Regions from separate parts of the Mus musculus genome. Here region 1 is linked to region 2. Evidence: chromatin contacts called from public HiCAR-type data. All regions are on one chromosome and are shown on one strand. Each heading gives the region's core, a stretch centred on a gene start, on an enhancer-like site or on the middle of the called end of the contact. The rest is flanking DNA. Distances are from core to core; before and after follow the strand shown. Region 1 holds the start of Ankrd37 (ankyrin repeat domain 37). Region 2 has its middle 44 kb from the start of Tlr3.

Region 1 (3,429 bases), core at 581-3,080, 550 kb after region 2:
AGCACACCGCATATCATGGACAGTCTATCGTATTTTTATTCCATTATCATATTTCACTATTGAAAGAATCTAACTACAAGAATATTTGGTGTTCAAATTCACTGTATTTAACTATATGGTTCAGTAGATAGCCAGTGAGAACTTCTATAGGAAAAGTCTTCCTGAGCCAAAACTGTAGTAGAATGCCATGAAGACTTGCACCTCTGGATGCCGAACATCTGTTTCCACTTACTCTATTTGATAATATTCAATTCCTGGAAGGATAACATTATATTACCAGTTAGGCGAGTATTATTTTTAAGATCATATATAATTAGGAGTATGGTTAATTTAATCCAAGAAACCACAAAGCCTCAGACCACTGATTTCAGACTCACCCAATCTGGACATCACTGGCCACAAGGAGGCTCAGGCAGTCCAGGCTTCCAACCTTTGCTGCCTTGTGGAGTGGAGTTTCTCCCAAGACATCCTGTAAGACAAGACTGCACATTAGGGTCTCCCTAACATTCTGTAGAAGCCAGTGGGCAAAGTAATACCAGCTATTTGAGGGAGCCAGTGAAAACTACCTTGTAACAACTGGATTATTCCACTAATTGTATTTTTCATGAAGTTCTCTTGCTGTGCTAATACAAAGTTTCCATTAATAAAAACATGCCATCATATTTGCACACATTAAAAAATTAAGGGAATGCCAGCACACTATAGAGTTCTATAGAAGCCAAAGGTTTACAATTAAAAACTTCGTCACACTCTAATGAAGATGAAGACTACTGGAAGAATTGATGGTGGGCATGTTTCCCACATACTATTTCCTGGTTGACTGGAACTTGGACAATAGCAAGTACTTTTAAAAGTACAGTAAATACATGCTATATATATATATTTGAAATGTGGTTCGACTTCACTGAGCTATGCCATAAAAGTAAAATACACACTGAATTGGGAACCGTGGTACAAGAGCAAAATAAAATACACATAAATCATTGCTGATATAATTACATACTGAAAGAGTATTTGGGATTAGATTATTAAAAGAAATCCCATGGCTTGTTTTTGTTTTATTAATGTGGATACTAAAAAGTTCCAAGTTACCATCTTGCAGTATGTATTTTTCTCCTGGAAATTCCTATATGCCTGTTTATACCAACTGAAACGGACATCTAGGAAATGTCCGTGCAGACACTGGGTGGAGGAGAGGGTTGTACATAGCAACAATCGGTTACCTAGTTACCTGTTGGTTGAGGTCAGCACCTGTTTGCAGCTGCCAGAGAAGAAAGCACGCAAGGCCGCCACCTGCAGCTAGGTGAGCAGGCGACTGCTCCTGGGGATCCGGAGGTGCGTTCACTGATGCTCCTGTCTCCAGCAAACTCTTAAGGTCATCCTCCTGCAGGAAAAGAACAGCTTGTCACTGTCCTGTCCCGCTCGAGCCCTCTGAGCTGAAAATCCACCCCTCCACGGAAAAAAAAAGAAAACAAGATCTGACAAGGTTTGACTTGGTAACCCAGCAGTTTGTCACTGTCACGTTTGTTAGAGCTCCTAAGACACACAGACCTCTGGGAGATCTAGCCTGCAGGACTTAAAGGGGCGAGAGTCTCACCTCCAAGTTGCAACTAAGCAACAGCATCGCCCACCTAAAGCAGATGACAAGTGTCCCCGGGAGTTCAGAGAGGCAACACTGGCCGGTAAGAATGCAAGGGACTGCCCCAGTTCGGGAGAATTTAAAGCTCTCGGGAACCTGCAGGGCCGCGGCTCCTCCCCGCCGCTCCCCAGCCTGGGAGCGTTCCCACGGCCTGGTTCTGCCCAGCGCGATGTCCCCAGCCCCGCTGCGGCCTCACGTACCCAAACACTGACATGTGCAGCCTGGAACCCCAAGCAAAAGAGGAGGGGGCGGAGCCTGCTGCGCGGCCTGCCAGCTGATTGGCCAGGCCGACCTCCCCCTGGGTCCGCCCTGTTGGGAGCGAAGCCCAGGCGGCCGCAGCACGCGTGCGCAGTGAAGGTGGTGGGCGAAGAGGGTGGAAGGCCTGGCCTTTGCGCTTTGGCGGCGGCCATGATGCGAGCCGAGCTAGGCACGTACTGCTGGGTGGAGTCAAGCCCTTTTAGCCCTCTGGAGAAGCCGCAATCGCCGGTGCATGGCTTTGTGACTGAGAGCACGCACGTAGCCCGGAAAAGAGGGAAGCAGAAGTAGCCCACACCCATCCACCCCCGCAGGCCCCGCGTCCTCCACCTCCAGCTTGGTCCGAAGGTGCTTCCTCCTGCCCCACGTCCTCCGCCGCCGCGCGCGCCGCAGGATGCTTTGGAAGGGGATGCAGCGGTGGGGCGTTAGAGGGCATGTCGATGAGACTGTGACGGAGGGTTTACCATAGGAGATGCTCTCCCAAACCCAGTGAATTACCTATCAGTCAGTGTTGCCTTTGTGAGCAAGGTGGCAATTCCTGTGAAATAAGCCACCCATTGTCACACGTCCCCTGAGGGTCCGAAACCCGTCCTGGTTCCGGCAATAGCTAGTAAATACAAGGAGTTTGCCAAGGGGATGGCCCTCACTCCGGTTATTAGGAATAATAAGAATACGGAAAGGAAAGAACAAAAGATTACCGTGAAGAAAGCAGCCAAGTGATTTAATGTTAGTGATGTGATCTGCTGACAGCATGAACCCCTGCGCTAGGACATGAGAAGGGCTTCATCAAAACCCAGAACCCAAATTAGAGCATCAGATAAGCCTGAGGAACAAAAGGACTCTTCCCAGGATACTACTACTCAAAGCCTTGAAGTCAGTAAAGTCTGAGAAGCAGACCAAAAGAAACAATAATTTAGGGTGAGATTTTAAAACAAACATGGCATTACTGGTAAAATTCATGACAATGTAATAACTGCAAAGTTTGAATTCCTTTTCATGAACCCTGTTGACTTCTGACTGTAGTTAAAGTTAATGGTAGCAGGTGAAACATAGAGGTAAGAAACTATTAACAGCTGGTTAGACATCAAATAACATGTAGAGTTTACTTGACACAGAAGACCGTGTCGCTTAAAATAGTCTATGTTGTGCTTCTTCCTGTAAATCTTAGCTCCTAAGGAAGTTTTATTTAAATATTTGGCTTCCCGTTTTAATGAGGATTCTTTTTCAATAGTTGTAACAGAAGATATCTGAACCAGTATGGTTTTAAAGAACAGCAAGTTTATCATAGTCACAGTTTTCCCAACAAGTCACAAAATTCTCACCCATTAATTTTCACTAACCAATATAATTCTTTAATAAGGCACACTGCTCATTGTGGTGGTCCACAATCTTAGGCTGTTCCCTAGAACAGGGCTTCTTAAAACTTTTTTCACTCATGGCTCCTCAGTGCCTGAAAAAAAAAAAATTGTATTTAACTCTAGTTATATAGGTGTGTACAACAGGTGCAAATCAAACCTGATAATCTGATTTTAATA
Region 2 (3,394 bases), core at 565-3,064:
TAGGCTGCATGGAAGTTTAAGGCTAGCCTGGGCTCTCTAGCAAGATGAGATCTCAAAAAAAAAAAAAAAAAAAAAAAGAGTAAAGAGAACATGAAAAGGCGGACTGGGGTGAGAATAAGGAACTAGAGAAAGTGGGAGGAGGGAGAAAAGAGGAAATAAGGATGGGGAAGGGAAGAAGGAAGGAAGCAGAAGGGGATGATGGAGAGACTGGAAGAAAGCCCCACAGCTCCGTCTGCATGTGCCAACATATCCCCAGTATTTAAAGGTCAGACAGAGTAAGGGTGGGTGTCCTGAGCCCTGAAGTATGTTCATTACACACGCTAATTAAGCAGCCAGCGTATTCTGGGTTGTCCCAGCATCCATTTTTCTATTATTCTGAATTCTCACAGAATTAAGAAGTTAAAACAGTTGTCAAGATTTGTCAAAGGAGATGTTAAACATCTCCATATACTTATATATCCAATATCTATTTATAGATTAAACATCTATAAAAAACAACAATGTCTAAATTAAGTATGTATTTTTCTTAATACAAGCAGCCCTCCATATCCTGTACTCCTATCTCATAGAAGGTATTTTCTGTTGGTTTGTCTCTTAGTTCTCATATTCTGTCAAAACCATACTCACCATATTATACGGTTTGAATCCAAGTACAACAGCCCTTCTCTTCCTCATACAGTGAAGAGGTGACCTTCTCAGTAGTCATTCATGATGTCTCCTTTGAGATTTAGTGCCTCAAAAGTGATTTAAAGCACGTGGATGGTCGTATATTCTGGGAAATTTCCCCTTTGTACAAGGGCTGAAATATTCCACTGTGCAATGTTATCCCTGTGTAGCACACTCATCTTTGTGATAATGATTGTGCAAAGGCAGCCAGCTATACCACAGGGGTGTTCTGCAAATATGGGTTACACAGTTTTTGAAGAATCATAAAAATAAAAGCATGCATTTTCCCAAAAGCCAAAAACCATGTGTTTTCTTTACAATGAGACTTTTAGTAGTAGGCCTATAATGAAGGCAGGGACACACTCACTCACACGCACACACACACTCACACGCGCACACACACACACACACACACTATGTATAATATAACATAACAGTATAATTTAGCTATATGACAATTGTATATTTTATTGTATATATTTTAATATAATTTACCTACACTATAAATACAATTTTAATGTAAATTGTCTGTACTATTATATAATATAATTTGAATGTAATTTTCCTAGAATATAATTTCAAAATTAGACATTATGCAATGCAACTTTAGCATAATGGGACATAATACAAATTTCAAGTATAGACATTGAATGTCTGGGGCAAATCCTAAAACAGAATTTCAAAGAGGCGTTCTAAGTGACAACTGAGAAGTATCCTTTTTCCTCACTGGTAACATGTTTATTTAGAATTTTATGCTTTTCCACTTTGTATAAAGGCGCTGGACTCTCATCTGTGAGGCTGACAAGGGGGGATTGTTTGCAGAGTTAACCGATAAAAGATCACTCGAAGATTCAGTAGGGATTGAAGTATCTTGAATCTAACCGGAAGAATGTTGCACTATGAATGAGATAAATGTGTGATCTACTGCCCCGAAGGCTGAGTTGGACTCTGGGGCTGTAACCACCCAGATAAGTTAGACAAAACCAGGATTATTGGGGTCTGGATTTTACCCAGTGAATTCTGCCAATCATTTCCTTCCCGTTGGCGAGCGAGCAGCAGATTGCTGTTCACAAAGTCCTCAGATTACCCACAGGGTGCTGAGAGAATATTAAAATAAATTCCAGTTCTGCCCATTGACCACAAGAGGGCATTGTTGTTCTCTGGATGTACAGCCAAGAGTTCTAACAGGAAACCATAGGAAGCCTACAATGCAGGGTACAAGTAGTAGACCTGGAATGCCAGGGCTGTGCCCATGCACCACGGCTGCCAGTCACATTGCCAACAGAACATCACCCCCACGCTGAGTAGCGGAGAAAAGGAGAGTATCTTCAACACCCTGTTCTAGTCCCTTAAGTCTCTTCCTATGTGTTGAGCTCTCGGTACCTATCTGTGACCATACTATGCACTCTGGCAGGGGTTGGTCCATCGCAATGAGTACCTTAAGACAGGAATTTACCCATCGGCATGATAAAATAGTGTGGATCATCTCTCCCTGAGGAGACTACTGAGTCTCCTGGGGGGTAGGGTGTCCATCTTTCCTTTTGTTTCCTTTCTTCTCATCTCTGTGGGTGACCATCTCCTTGCTCTCCATTTCCAGCGCCCCAGATCTCAGTGATCACTTTTGGTTTTTCTCACAGCCTCTGCTAGCTTCCGGCCTCTGCTAGCTTCCGGCATCCAACCCTCCTTTCTGCAGTGTCCTCCAGTCTTACCTAACATGTCACCTACACAAAGACCTTTCCTTAAGCTTTATTTAAATCCGCAGGCTGGGGCGGTTGCATCTGAGTAGCTCTACCTCGCTCACACTGTCTGACACATGATGTATTTTTATGGTGTCTATTGCCAGTCCCTTGCTAAGGAATGCGATTCACAAGGGAGTTTCTGTCTATTTTGTCCTCGACCATATCTCATTGCTTCCCAAAGTGCCCAGCACATGATCAACATGTGGTAAACCTATTTTGAATGAATTAAAAAAAAAAAAGTATTTAACAGAGAATTTTCCCAAGCCTGGGCAGAATAAAAAACAAACAACAAAACCAACTTGTTAACGTGAGCAACCAAAGCTGTTCAGAGAACAAAAGTTAAAGGTCACTAATGGAGGGAACCATGAAAGCCTGCAGTAACATCACAGCTCTGATAGTGGATATTAGCCCAGAAACTTAGAATACCCAAGATATAAGATACAATTTGCAAAACACATGAAACTCAAGAACGAAGACCAAAGTATGGACACTTTACCCCTTCTTAGAATTGGGAACAAAACACCCATGGAAGGAGTCACAGAGACAAAGTTTGGAGCTGAGACGAAAGGATGGACCATCTAGAGGCTGCCATACCCGGGGATCCATCCCATAATCAGCCTCCAAACGCTGACACCATTGCATCCACTAGCAAGATTTTATTGAAAGGACCCAGATGTAGCTGTCTCTTGTGAGACTATGCCGGGGCCTAGCAAACACAGAAATGGATCCTCACAGTCAGCTATTGGATGGGTCACTGGGCTCCCAATGGAGGAGCTAGAGAAAGTACCCAAGGAGCTAAAAGGGTCTACAACCCTATAGGTGGAACAATATGAACTAACCAGTACCCCCTGGAGCTCGTGTCTCTAGCTGCATATGTAGCAGAAGATGGCCTAGTCGGCCATCATTGGGAAGAGAGGCCCATTGGTCTTGCAAACTTTATATGCCTCAGTACAGGGGAAAGCCAGGGCCAAGAAGTGGGAGTGGGTGGG

The links. HiCAR-type assays count read pairs that join an accessible place to other places.
Region 1: a contact with region 2 is called in a HiCAR-type map of astrocytes, with 4 times the contacts expected there. The contact joins the promoter of Ankrd37 here to the enhancer-like site in region 2. A contact is called at or near these places in 3 of 39 promoter capture datasets (the SN4741 cell line, embryonic stem cells and maxillary cranial neural crest), 3 of 115 datasets of contacts at active chromatin or transcription factors (astrocytes and embryonic stem cells) and 2 of 9 other capture datasets (embryonic stem cells and liver).

What each region holds. Positions count from the first base shown.
Region 1 is chr8:45,998,020-46,001,448 of GRCm38.p6, forward strand. Ankrd37 (ankyrin repeat domain 37) reads right to left here and starts at 1,831. Exons shown (of 5, transcript NM_001039562.1): 1 at 1,598-1,831; 2 at 1,232-1,384; 3 at 378-469. The coding sequence starts at 1,624.
Region 2 is chr8:45,452,692-45,456,085 of GRCm38.p6, forward strand. No RefSeq gene overlaps it. Among named protein-coding and RNA genes, the nearest start is that of Tlr3, 44 kb to the left of the region's middle. Within about 2 kb of position 1,815, at least 27 of the 459 cell types and tissues checked have an H3K27ac peak or open chromatin away from gene starts, as enhancers often do. A contact at or near this core is called in astrocytes, where this site is marked.